Linked DNA regions of Mus musculus: all the other regions are linked to region 1. A link is a contact called in public HiChIP or PLAC-seq data. All regions are on one chromosome and are shown on one strand. Each heading gives the region's core, a stretch centred on a gene start, on an enhancer-like site or on the middle of the called end of the contact. The rest is flanking DNA. Distances are from core to core; before and after follow the strand shown.

The links. HiChIP or PLAC-seq counts read pairs in DNA pulled down with a chosen protein or histone mark.
Region 2: a contact with region 1 is called in a BATF HiChIP or PLAC-seq map of CD8 T cells, with 6 read pairs. The contact joins the promoter of Grap2 here to the enhancer-like site in region 1. A contact is called at or near these places in 13 of 39 promoter capture datasets (the C10 cell line, the HPC-7 cell line, HPC-7-derived erythroid cells and 9 more), 3 of 484 Hi-C or Micro-C datasets (embryonic fibroblasts, embryonic stem cells and neural progenitor cells), 9 of 115 datasets of contacts at active chromatin or transcription factors (the 230-238 cell line, CD8 T cells, the SCID.adh cell line and 5 more) and 5 of 9 other capture datasets (adipose tissue, embryonic stem cells, liver and 2 more).
Region 3: a contact with region 1 is called in an H3K27ac HiChIP or PLAC-seq map of T-cell acute lymphoblastic leukemia, with 3 times the contacts expected there. The contact joins two enhancer-like sites. A contact is called at or near these places in 2 of 484 Hi-C or Micro-C datasets (bone marrow-derived macrophages and nephron progenitors) and 3 of 115 datasets of contacts at active chromatin or transcription factors (T-cell acute lymphoblastic leukemia, embryonic basal ganglia and large pre-B cells).
Region 4: an H3K27ac HiChIP or PLAC-seq map of T-cell acute lymphoblastic leukemia shows a contact between it and region 1, with 4 times the contacts expected there. The contact joins two enhancer-like sites. A contact is called at or near these places in 1 of 15 datasets of contacts at CTCF or cohesin (large pre-B cells), 1 of 484 Hi-C or Micro-C datasets (nephron progenitors) and 3 of 115 datasets of contacts at active chromatin or transcription factors (T-cell acute lymphoblastic leukemia, embryonic basal ganglia and large pre-B cells).

The regions. Positions count from the first base shown.
Region 1 is chr15:80,318,086-80,320,945 of GRCm38.p6, forward strand. Cacna1i (calcium channel, voltage-dependent, alpha 1I subunit) reads left to right here. Exons shown (of 37, transcript NM_001044308.2): 3 at 2,274-2,385. Among named protein-coding and RNA genes, the nearest start is that of Gm31319, 30 kb to the left of the region's middle. Within about 2 kb of position 1,401, at least 53 of the 459 cell types and tissues checked have an H3K27ac peak or open chromatin away from gene starts, as enhancers often do. A contact at or near this core is called in CD8 T cells, the SCID.adh cell line, T-cell acute lymphoblastic leukemia and 1 more, where this site is marked.
Region 2 is chr15:80,571,221-80,574,080 of GRCm38.p6, forward strand. It overlaps Grap2 (GRB2-related adaptor protein 2), which reads left to right and starts at 1,377. Exons shown (of 8, transcript NM_001289442.1): 1 at 1,377-1,521.
Region 3 is chr15:80,536,702-80,539,561 of GRCm38.p6, forward strand. The region is part of intron 1 of Enthd1 (ENTH domain containing 1); the gene reads right to left. Among named protein-coding and RNA genes, the nearest start is that of Enthd1, 22 kb to the right of the region's middle. Within about 2 kb of position 1,485, at least 47 of the 459 cell types and tissues checked have an H3K27ac peak or open chromatin away from gene starts, as enhancers often do. A contact at or near this core is called in T-cell acute lymphoblastic leukemia, where this site is marked.
Region 4 is chr15:80,516,789-80,519,648 of GRCm38.p6, forward strand. The region is part of intron 2 of Enthd1 (ENTH domain containing 1); the gene reads right to left. Among named protein-coding and RNA genes, the nearest start is that of Enthd1, 42 kb to the right of the region's middle. Within about 2 kb of position 1,358, at least 73 of the 459 cell types and tissues checked have an H3K27ac peak or open chromatin away from gene starts, as enhancers often do. A contact at or near this core is called in T-cell acute lymphoblastic leukemia, where this site is marked.

The DNA of each region.
Region 1 (2,860 bases), core at 151-2,650:
TGTGCTGACAAGGTATTACTGGGTAGCTCTGGTCGGCCTCAAACTTCCTGCCTCAGCCTCCCCAGTGCTGGGATTGCAGGTGTGTACTGTCACAGGTGTGTAAATATGTTTCCCCTTTGGATCGAATTTAGTTTTATCAAGGAGTCTGAGGACTCAGTGCTGACATCACACAGGGCCCACTGGAGAGTCAGGAGCCAGAGCTGCAGCCCCAGGGAGGCAGGGGCAGTATTGCAGACACAGGACCAAGGGCCGGGAGGGGACACTGGCCGAGGAACCCAGCAGGTCTGATGTAGACAAAACCCAGCCACGTGATCTAAAGAGGGGTCTTGACTTTCCCCACCTGTGAATGGGCCCATCAGGTGCACTTGGGCCTGGGTCTCCAGGAAGGACAGAGGCAGCAGAAACTGGGCTATGAGAGGGAGGTAATGAATGGGGGAAGGGGGGGAGGGAATCAAGGGGAACGGGGATGCTCGCTGGTAATTAGAACGTTTGAACTTCAAAAAAGTTAATTAATGACACAGCTACTGCTGGAGCAAGGCTAGGGCTCAAAGGGGGCCTGGCAGCGACTGAAATTAATTACAGGCTATGGCGGGAGAGTGGCAGCCAGGCCAGGGACAGGAAGGAGCAGGGCAGGGACAGAGGCCATGGAAGTCAGCTTTCAAGGTGAGCAGGGTCTGGAGAGCAGAGGGGGCTGTTGCCATGGAAACTAGGTCAGTTCTCTTAGCAGGCAGGAGGGGCCCAGTCCACTGTGGTTGGCATCTGGCTGTGGTGGGCTGGTGTGGCTTCACCGAGCTGGGGTTGAACTGGTGTGGCTGGGGGGTGGGGTGGGGGGAGCTTGAGATAAACTCATGTATTCACTCGGCAAGTCTTGGTTGAGCATCTCCATGCTGTTCTGGTTGGAGTTGAGTGCTTGTAGATCCCAGGGACCCAGACTCTGCTCAAAAGTGGGCAGAGAGGATGAGCGTTAGATGGGAGAGAGTCAGGCTGGAGGGCTGCTGGGGGAGGAGCTTGTGGGGCTGAATGGCCTGAGACCAGACAGGAAAAGCAGGCCACCACGGGCTGGGAGGGAGGCAGTCGGGGGAAGGAGAAGAGGGTAGGTCGTGCTGGCCAGCTTTGTGGAGGGCTTCTGATTTTAAGCCAGGAGAAGCTGGGAGCCACAGCAGGCACTCTGAGAAGAGGGGTCGGGACAGCCTCTGTGGACCTGTGAGGTGCCCCTTAGCTCCAGTGAGGAGCTGCTGTGAACTTGCTTGAGACCCCAGAGCCACTCACCGCAGGGAATTGAGTTCACAGGCAGGCCCTGGTCTCTGGCACTGCTGGCTGCTCTGACAGCACATAGCAGCTCTGTACCCAGATGCTAAATGCTGGAGTCAGGGACAGGAATGTGGGTACAGCTGGTGGCAGGGGTTGTCAGTCTGCTTCCTGGTAGATGAGAAACTACTAGAAGAGAGTGAGTCATCAGACAGGCTCCTTCATCTGGCAGTTCACCCCTGAGTCTGACCTCAGTCATTTATGCTGTTGTGTGGTTTCACTTTTTTTTTTTTCTTCACCATGATGCACTTTTTGGGGGGGGGGCACAGATCTCCTTAGCCCCGAGGACTTGTGTATAAGAGGAGAGGCCATTTGGGGGATATGAGCAGGCAGTTCTCTTCTCTCTGGGCTGTAGGATCCCCTTATCCTGCTGGTGGCCTGTGGCTGACCTGAAGGGCTGATCTCTAGATGCCCTGGCTCCAGGCTGCAGGATTCTGCTGGGGCAGAACCCGGGAAGCCAGGTCTCTGGGTTGGGCTGATTTGGGAGCAGCGGTCAGAGGGTGACTGTGAGCTTCAGCCCCACAGAGATAGGCAGATCAGGAGAACATGTCCAGGGATGCCTCAGAAGTGCAGACCCATTCCTTGGATGGGAAGCATGAAGCCACCGCAGAGGGATGGGAGAGGGAGAAGAGAAGGCCGGCATCAGAGCTGTTGAGTCTGGGGACCCTTTCTGGGGGCCACTCCTTCCTGGGTGGGACCTGGAGGCATCCTGCAGTGGATGCTTCAGTGGTTTGATTTGGTTTCGGTTCCCTGCAGGGTGTGGCATGGGTTGCACCTGTGTGGCGGGCCAGCTGCACTGTCTCTGAAAGCTTGGACCTGGGTCACTGAGAGGTCCACAGGGGTGGGGGTGGAGTTGGGGGTGGGGGGCAGAAACGGTCTGCATGTCTGTTCCTGGGGTGTCACATTCAGGAGTGTGGCGCCCCAGGCCGCGCTTCCACCACCAGTTCTTCCTTGACTTGGTGTACGTGGTTCGAGTGTGTGAGCATGCTGGTCATCCTGCTGAACTGTGTGACCCTGGGCATGTACCAGCCATGTGACGATATGGAGTGCCTCTCAGACCGCTGCAAGATCCTGCAGGTGAGCCTCTCAGTCGTCCCCTCCCTCCCAGCCGGGTGTCCTCTTCCAAGCTCAGGGCTCTACTGTAGCTCAGCCCCTCAGCTCTTCTGAAGAATTGCCCCTCCTGTCATCTTTGTTTTCCCAGCTGAGGCTCCTCACCCCATCCCATTCACACAGCGAAGGCAGTGGCTACATTTCTCTGCCCGCAGCCAGCCTCTGCTCCCTGATACCTCCTCCCTTGTGGACTCGTGGGCCCTGATGTGGCATCTGCGTGGTTGTAGGCACGGTGTGAGGTACCACAGAGTAGGGCTCTGGGGACGTATCCATTTTACAGAAGTAGAATATTTGATGCCTGTCCCTGGGAGCCGGACCTGAGTTTCATTTTAATCCTGGCACAGAGTTGCTGTGTGACCCAGGGCAAGTGACTTGGCTTCTCTGGTCTTGTTTTCTTAGCTGTAAAGTGGGCTACCCCATGTGTGCCATTATGAGAGAGATC
Region 2 (2,860 bases), core at 127-2,626, 250 kb after region 1:
GCTGGAAGTCAAAGAGTTCTAGGCATAGCCTGGGCTACAGCACAGAAGAAAACATGTCTCAAAAAAAAAGTGAGAGATTATAATGAGAAAAGGGTTTTTAAAATATAAATCTTCAAGCCCAGTGGTGGTAGTACACTCCTTTAATCTCAGCACTCAGAGGTAGTGCAGGTACATCTCTGAGTTTGAGGCCAGCCTGGTCTACAGAGCAAGTTCCGGGAAACTCTATCTTGCAAACCAAAAACTAAAATAAAATAACTTTTTAGTAAAGTTTATCATTTAAAGAAGCAATGAGATACCGCCTCAGAAGTCAGGAATGAAGTCTAAGTTATACTCTTAGAACTTCAAATTGAATCAAATGGGGAAAAAACTATGCAGAGATTCATGCCGGAGGTATCCCGAAATGTCCCTCTTCTCCTTGGATCCAGCCTCCAAACTCTAAAGGCCTTGCTTAGCCAGTTGAAATGCGTCTCCTTTTTGTGCAAGAGATACAAGAACAAAGAGAAAGGAAGAGAGACTTCAACGGGCTGCAGGTGGTGTGGGGGCAGGGAGAGTTAGAAATATGGAGGTGAGAACTGGGGAAGTTGAGGGAGATGATGATTCTTAAATTGTCAGAGAGCCTTGGGTCCAGCTTGCTCAAGAGAACGTGAAGTCCCACGGGTCCAAGGAAAGATCTGCACTCTTGACCATAGCAAGCCTGGACTTAGAACCCCTGGCTTATCGGCTAGTTAACCCCCATAGTGTGTGTCTGTGTCGTGTGTCTGTGTCACTAACAGAACTCCTGGCTTAGAGAGCCTCCCACTGTTTTCTTCCTTCTCTCTTGGGTCAAGATTTGTATCACAAGCTAAGAGTTATGTAAATGGGTTGGCTACACTTAGCAAGCGGTTTCTCTGAGATTTTAACATCATGATTGACCAGGGAAGACTTTAACTTTTTCCCAGTGGCCTTTGCATTTCTCCGGATGGAATGATGTGAAAACAGGCTTTTTCCTTGAGGCCAGCAGCAGCTTGTTACCGGATCATATCCAAACTCAGAAGTTTTCTTGTGTGAATGTGAGCGTTGGGGGCAGGCGTGTTTTCAGAAGTTTTCGTATGTGTATGTGAGCGTTGGGGGCAGGCGGGTTTTGTTAAAACTGAAACGAATAGGAGCAGGCATGTTTCGGTGAACCTCCTGCGTTTTGGTTCAACTCTAGCAGCTAGAAAACAAAACCACATAATCTGAGGCTCACGCCCAGCTCTGCGCAGCAGGGTGTCTGCTAGTTCCTGTGTGGTTTGCCTGCAGACTGGCTGGGGGGGAGCTTGGAGGAGGGCAAGGGGCAGGGAGGAGGAAGCTGTATTGATGGATCTGGGGCTTGCGACCTGCTTCAGTGTGGTGCTCAGAAACCAGCACAAGGCAGACCTGTAGGCTGAGGCGGCGCGGTAAACTTGACATTTGAATGCATCTTCCCACTGGCAAAAGGCAATTCTAATAACTCGTTGTCAAAGCCGAGATACACGCTCAACTCAACCTCTTCGCGTCCCAAAGGTAAGTCATGCGTCGTGGGTGCACGCCCTCTGGAAACCTTGAGCGCTTTTAAGATTCTGTTCTCTGTAAGCCAAATCTAATGAAAGCTAGTCCTACTGGTTTTCTGAACTTTGCTGGCAATACTTCAGCCATCAGCCTAGGCTTCTTATCTAGTTGGCTTACGTTAGTAGGGATTGGATTCAACTTCTGTCAAACGAACTAGAGAAAACTTGGTCTTTACTGGGCCCATGGGGGAAAAAACGGCAGTTCTACTAACTGGCTTCAGAGCGATCTCTGGGAAAGACCTTGGATGTTGAGGTCCCAGAGGGGGAAAAAAAAATCCCCCTTCAATAGTGAAGTCGGGGAGTGGCAGGTGGTAGGGAATTGAGCCCAGACTCTGAGGACTTGCTCAATTTTTTCACCAACTCCAAACTGCTAGTTCTGGCGGCATTTGCTCTCTTTACGAAGAACACTGGTCTGAGTTCCTTTAATAAGAGAAAACTTCCCGTGGGAAGACATGAGGAGAGGGTGTTGTCTATCTTTGTCTCTTTATTAATAGTTGTGTGGCATCTTTAAAGACCATCTCTGGTTTCTGCTCTTGTCCCCATCTGTTTCAGAACCTGAGAAAGGAATGCAAAGACCAGGTTTTCACTGACTTAACCATGACTGCATCCACTTAACCTCAAGTGCAGCCTTGTTAATAAGGCATATGGAACACTTTGTATATCATTAGAAGTACTCATCCAGAGATAGACTAAGGGGGGCTACTTGGTCTCCAAACCACCGCAGGGATAAGGCAGTGATGAGCACACATTGTTGGAGGGTGAGAAACTTCAGTGGAAGAGCCTTGCATATGGGTCCATTTATTATAAACTGCTAATTTGTTATAGGGTCCCTTTTTTTTTCTTCTTCATTTTTGATTTCAGAAAGAACGTTTAGTTTAACCTGGTCTCTTTTAGTGAATCAACATGGCCTACAAAGCTTGATATTCATAGTATAATTTTAGAGAGGCCCTCTTGAAAGAAGCAGCCACTATTAAGTAGTGTCTCCCTCTCCCCCCCCCCACCCCCCCACCAAGGCAGGGTTTCTCTGTGTAGCCCTGTCTGCCCTGTCTGTGTAGCATAGGCTGGCCTCGAACTCACAGAGATCCTCCTGCAAGTAGTATATTTCGATGCCAAGTTTTTAAAAAACTTCTAACTTATTCCCTTTTTAAGAATTTTTTTGTGTTTGTGTTCTGGTTTTCTGTAAAAGGAGGCAGCCCCACATCACTGAAGAAAACTACCCTATTAAACTCAACCCCAGAGAGTCTCCCACATAGTAAACTGTAATCTTATTCTCCCTAAATTGTAATAGCTTTCAT
Region 3 (2,860 bases), core at 235-2,734, 220 kb after region 1:
CTGCGTCTCACTCCAGTCTGAGGGCTCCCTCTCCTTCCTCTAAACTGAAGGAATCCAGGATGGCTGACTGGCATGGTTTGAAGCAGTCACGTGCACTGTTATGGCAGAGGGTGGGGGCTACAATACACAACCTCCAGTGGCAAAGCACAGCATGAGACTTCGAGGTGGCTTGGCAGCTAAGGGTACTAGTGACTCTTGCAGAGGCCCCAGGTTCAGTTCCCAGCACCCACGTGGTGGCTCACAGCCATGATTCCCTCCAGCTCCAGGGGATCCAGCTCTCTTCTCTGGCTTCTGTGAGCACCAGGCATGCACGTGATGCACATATATCATGCAGGCAAAACACCCACACACATACAGTAAAGATAATAAATATTTTTAAGAGAGAATCACAAAGTGTGACAAAAATATTAATAAAAACACATAAAAATTAATAAAGACGTAGAATGGGAGCAAGATCAATATGTGGTAAGTTATTTCTCCACCGGTGAAATGAGCCAATCCAAGCCAGATCAGAGTACATTAAATGCAGGCTTATGGGAAGCTGCTCTGGGGAGGGCAAGGAAGGAGAGAGGGGAGGGGAAGAGAAAAAGATAAAGTGCCCATGCAGAGAAAAGGAAAGGGGGAAGAAGAGGAGGAAGAGAGGAAGAAACCAAAATGTCCGGGTTACATAGCCTCTGGGGGAAGGGCAGCTCAGCCCCTGGACTGGAAAGTTCAGGGTTGGGGGTGGACTATGCTAGGTAGGGACTGAGGGATGCTGGGAAAACCTGGAGGCCAGGTCTGCTCTGATGTGTAAAAGGTGCACCTCAGCCCCTTGTCCTGGGTCTGAAACCTAACAAGAAAGAAGGAGGGCCAAGCAGAAGGCCAACCTGGGCCCTCTCAAACACAAGGTAAGAGACTGGAGATGAGCACCACTAGAGCAGCTGTGCAAGAGACTGGTGTCCAAGCATAGCTGCTTCTGCAGCCATTGAATCATCCCTTGAGCAGCTGAGAGCAAGAGAGAGTTCTGAGCACTGAGGACACAGCAAGGAAAGGGGACAAGTGCATGTATGCACTGGGTGAGTCACCCAGCAAGTATTAACAGGGTGATTTCAAGCCAAAATGAGTTTTCCAAAGAAAGTACGGAAGGGTGACATGCTGGACATGAATGTGGGGTGCAGTCACATAAGTCTTAGTGAGGAGGGTACACAGCCCTGGCCACTTAGAGACGTGACACGGTTTGAAGCTGCCCACTTGATAGATGGCTTTTCCTCCAACATCCACAAAGGAGAGGACTCTACTTGCTTGTCCCCAGGACATTCAGCAGTGTGTGAAATGGAGACACATGGCAAGGAACGTTTCCCAAATGCTGGAGAAGGAGAGACTCAGAGGTTCTGGGCATTAATGTCTGTTATAGAAGAATATGTGTGCTAAGAGATATGCCTGTCTTCAATAACACTCAAGATATGTTAACAGTCTGCCTGCCTCCCTCTTGAACAGTCCTACCCACATCCTCTCTTCTAACTGCATTCCTGTTGCAGTGAATTTTACTTCCATTCTACATGGGCAATATGAACATACAATGCCCCTCCCCCATTCATATATCAGGTCTACCAACCAAACCCACCAACTCTATCCTTCCTCTCCATCTCCCTCAGTTCAGATCGTGTGTTGCCTATAGTAAGTAGCGTGTTATCTACCTATTAATCTTCCCTCCAATCTACCTTCTAAGAGGCCTAAAGAGGGCAGGGACAGGAAGAGAGAAGCTGCTACATCAGTGATTCTCAACCTTCCTAAAGCTGTGACCCTTCAATGCAGTTGCTAATGCTGTAGTAGCCCCCAATCATGAGATCACTTGGTTGCCACTTTATAACTATAAATTTGCTATTGTTAGGAACCACAATGTGAATGTCTGATATGTGACCCCCAAAAGAATCCCAACCCACAGGCACTGAACTAAAGTCTCTGACCAAGTTATTTCTATTAAAAAAAAAAATCCTCTTTCAGTCAGGGGCTGAAAGGGTGTCTCGTGGAGCCCCTGCCTAGGATCCTCAAGGTCCTGACTTCCGTCCACAGCACTACAAAAACAGACAAGACAAAACCCCATCCGTTGTGTTGGCACAGTAAAGCTATGCTTCAAAGCACTGCTCTGCTCCACACACCTGGTAGTTCTGAGGCACTGCCAGCCTCAAAAACAAGATTAAAAAAAAAAAAAAAAACTCCACAGAGAAATACAAAGGAGAAAGTCACATGTGTGGCTCAAGCCACAGGGCTGCTGAGCTCTCTTGATCTGGTGTCGAGGACCTGAACCACTTAGGTGTCAGAGATCACCCTTTGGGGTGAGGGTCTGCACTCACTGCTCTCTGGGATAGATCTACTGAGAGCTACTTATATGGACCTAGAAGCAGGCACAACACAGTCTTACCACATGGAACTAGGTGAAGTCGCCTGTTGGCCCTAGCCTGGGTCTGTAACGACAAGGCTCAGACTCCAGGCCACTTTGGGAAGGCTGTACTGCAGCCCAGCAGTGAACAGAGTAAATACAACTGAGCAACAGCATGAAGGCCAAGTGGGCATGTGAAGTTGTGGGAAGACCCTCTCCGTCCATGAGTCTGAAGCTGTCACTCTAACCCACACTACACAGTCAGTAAGTCTAGTCCCACTCCAATGAAATGTATCTAGAGGATCTTCTTCTACAGAATCAATATTCTGTAGGATTTTAAATTTTTCTTCAAAAGATTTAAAAATAAACTATTGGGAAGTTACCACAGGGCAGGAGAGAGGGTTCAGAAGGTAGAGTGCTTCTTGCCCAAGTCTGACACCTAAGTTTGATCCCTGGGACCCACATACTAGTGAGCTGCTCGCACACTGTGATCCCAGCGCT
Region 4 (2,860 bases), core at 108-2,607, 200 kb after region 1:
GCTGGAAGTCAGTCCAGCCTGGCACAGAGGCTGCATGTGTGTAAGCCCAGCACTGGGGACAGAGGGACGGTTAAGTATGAAGTCAGCCTGGGCTCTACAGTGGGATTCTTCTTCCAAAGCACACTTTTTGCACATATTTGATATTTTGAGGAGACTTTCACACATGCAAACACTACATATAAAGGTAAGACTCTGTGAGAGATGTGAAACCAAATCCGACCTTAGCAAGAGAAAGGAATGACAGTTTCCATAGATAAGGACCCTATGTTTCCCTCCAGTGATGTGCTGCAAGTCTCAATTCTAATGGTACTTATGCCCCTTAAGATGTGAGAGAGGTGGGTGTGGTCAGTGGCCAGAGCATGCACTGCTACTGCTGAAGAACTGAACTTGGTTGCCAGCACCCACATCAGGTGACACACATCTGAAATCAGCTGTAACCCCAGCTCCAGGGGCATCTGATGCCCTCTTGTAAGTCCCACGAGCTCTCACTCATGCGCACAAACCCACACAGAGACACACACAAACAGAGACACACTTAATTAAAAATAAAAATCACTGAGAACATACATGTGGTATCATTTTCTTCTTCTCTTCTTTTTTTTTTCCAGTAATGGGGAATTGAACCAGATATTATATGAATGCTAGGCAAGGACTCTCTATTTTGGGAGTCCTACTATGTACTTCAGGCTGACCTTGAACTCATGATAGCCTTACCTCAGCCTCCTAAGTAGCTGGGATTACTGGTATGTACCACCATGCCAGATTTGTTTTCTTTTTATGTCTATATTTATAATATTTATAACATACTAGACTTTATGTTTATTCCCTCTTATAAAATTCCACATTTTAACCCAAAACTTTGTGAAGAAGTTCATAAGTCTAACATTATACATGAAAATGTCTTAGAAGCAATAGGTCGGCATGAGACGGGCTCTCCCTTCAACAAGCCCAGGGCCTGGTAGGAAGTTAAGCTCCTCGAACAGACAGGCTTCTGGGAAAGAACTAACTATAACACCAGGGGCTTTGACGGGTGGTGCGAATCCCAATAAACAGGACAGAAATCATTTCTGGCAGAGGCACAGGGACAGTAGGTGCCAGATCCTGAAGAGGTAATGAGAACCTTTCATGTATGTTTGTAGTTTTCCATTTTGTTGTAAACTTACATGAAAATGAGTAATTAAAACGGACTTATTTCTGACTTAGAGATTTTCTAATTAATCCTGGCAAACAGCGGGGACTCGGGACTTCTGTCATCTATCTGCTTTCCTGAGGTTTAATCAGAAACTGTAACTGCTCCTTCAGTACTCAGCAGTAGAATTATCTCTGAAATGCCATGGGTCGGGCTTGACAGACAGCACGGGGGTAGATTAATTCCCTTCTGAGGAACTCATGAGAGCAGCACGCAGCACGGATGTGTTCTGGCCCAGAATCACATTTCACTTCTGTTGCTGCGACCGAGGGAGGGGGGCTGCGGGGGAGAGGAGAGACAAGAAAGGGTTATTTGGCTTACAAGGCAGAAACTGCAGCAGCTAGTCACAGCCCAGCCATAGTGGAGAGCAGAGAAATGAAGTCTCTTGTGCTGCTGGCTGGCTTGCTTGCCTGTGCACAGTGAGCTTTTTCCACTCTCACACAGCTCAGAACCCGATTCAGGCCATGGCCCCATCCACATTAAGGGTGGGTCTGCCCACCTCAATTAACAATGAAGACAGACAGTCCTTCACAGACAGGCCCATTGGCCACCCTGATCTAGAAAATTCCTCACCGAGACTCTTCCTAGGTGATTCTAGGCCAGATCAAGTTAAAATGAGGCAGCACGCTGGTTAAAATACTACGAGGCTACCTGTGGGCATGAAGAACGGCAGTCAAGCTGCAGAAAGCCCACAGACATTCGTGGTCTTCCTCCCTCGATATCAGATCGCACAATACTGGAAGTGAGTGTGAGTGTGCCTCATCAGACTTCATGACTAAGCAACATGTGCTCTAGACTCCCACAAGTTAAGGAAGAGGTGAGTGCACACATTTGGTTCCTCAGAAGAAATGAAGCCCCTCTGGCACCATCACAATCCAGCAACTAAGGCTGTGGAACCATGAGCCATGGAGGATGGGGCTGTGACTAAGGAGCCTCTGAGGAAAGTGTGGAGAGGGGACAGGAAGTGATGCCAGGGACTCACTGGTTGCTGAGTTGCTCAGCACTGCAGCTGTGGAACTCCCTAGAGACTATCTGGAGAGATGGAGATCCCACTGAGCCTGCAGAGCCCAGATAATACCTCGAAGCAGAACTGATGGGCCCCGTGATAGCTCTTAGATGAGATACCGAGCTCTGACTACAAGACACTATCAGCGCAACTGTGGCTCTGGCATTGAGATGCCCTGTAAACGCACACATCCAAACCACCCCACTGCTCCCCCAGCTGTCACCGTAGATCAGCAGGGTCCTCTCGGTGGTGATGTCAGCAAAGGTGTATCGATTACTTTGAAGTACTCGTCAGAACCAGGATGGTGGAATATACTGTAGTTTAGGGAGGCTGGGGCAGGAGGAGCGCTCAGGTCCAGCTCGGAGGCCTTCCTGGGCAACACAATTGAGGCTAGGTTGTTTCTTGTTTTGTTTTAAGTTTTCAGAAAACACCCAGGTGATAGAGAGATGGCTCAGTTGGTAAAGGACTTGCTGTGTAAACACGAGGACCTGAGTTGGGATGGCCATGGCCCACATAAAAGCCAGGTGCAGCTTGTGCACTTAGAAATCCCAGAGTTAGGGAGGGGAGAAATGGGAAGGTCCCTGCAGCTCCCTGGTCACCTAACCTCACTGAACCACTGCAGTCTATGCTCAGTGAGAAACCACATCTCAAAAAGTAAGGTAGAC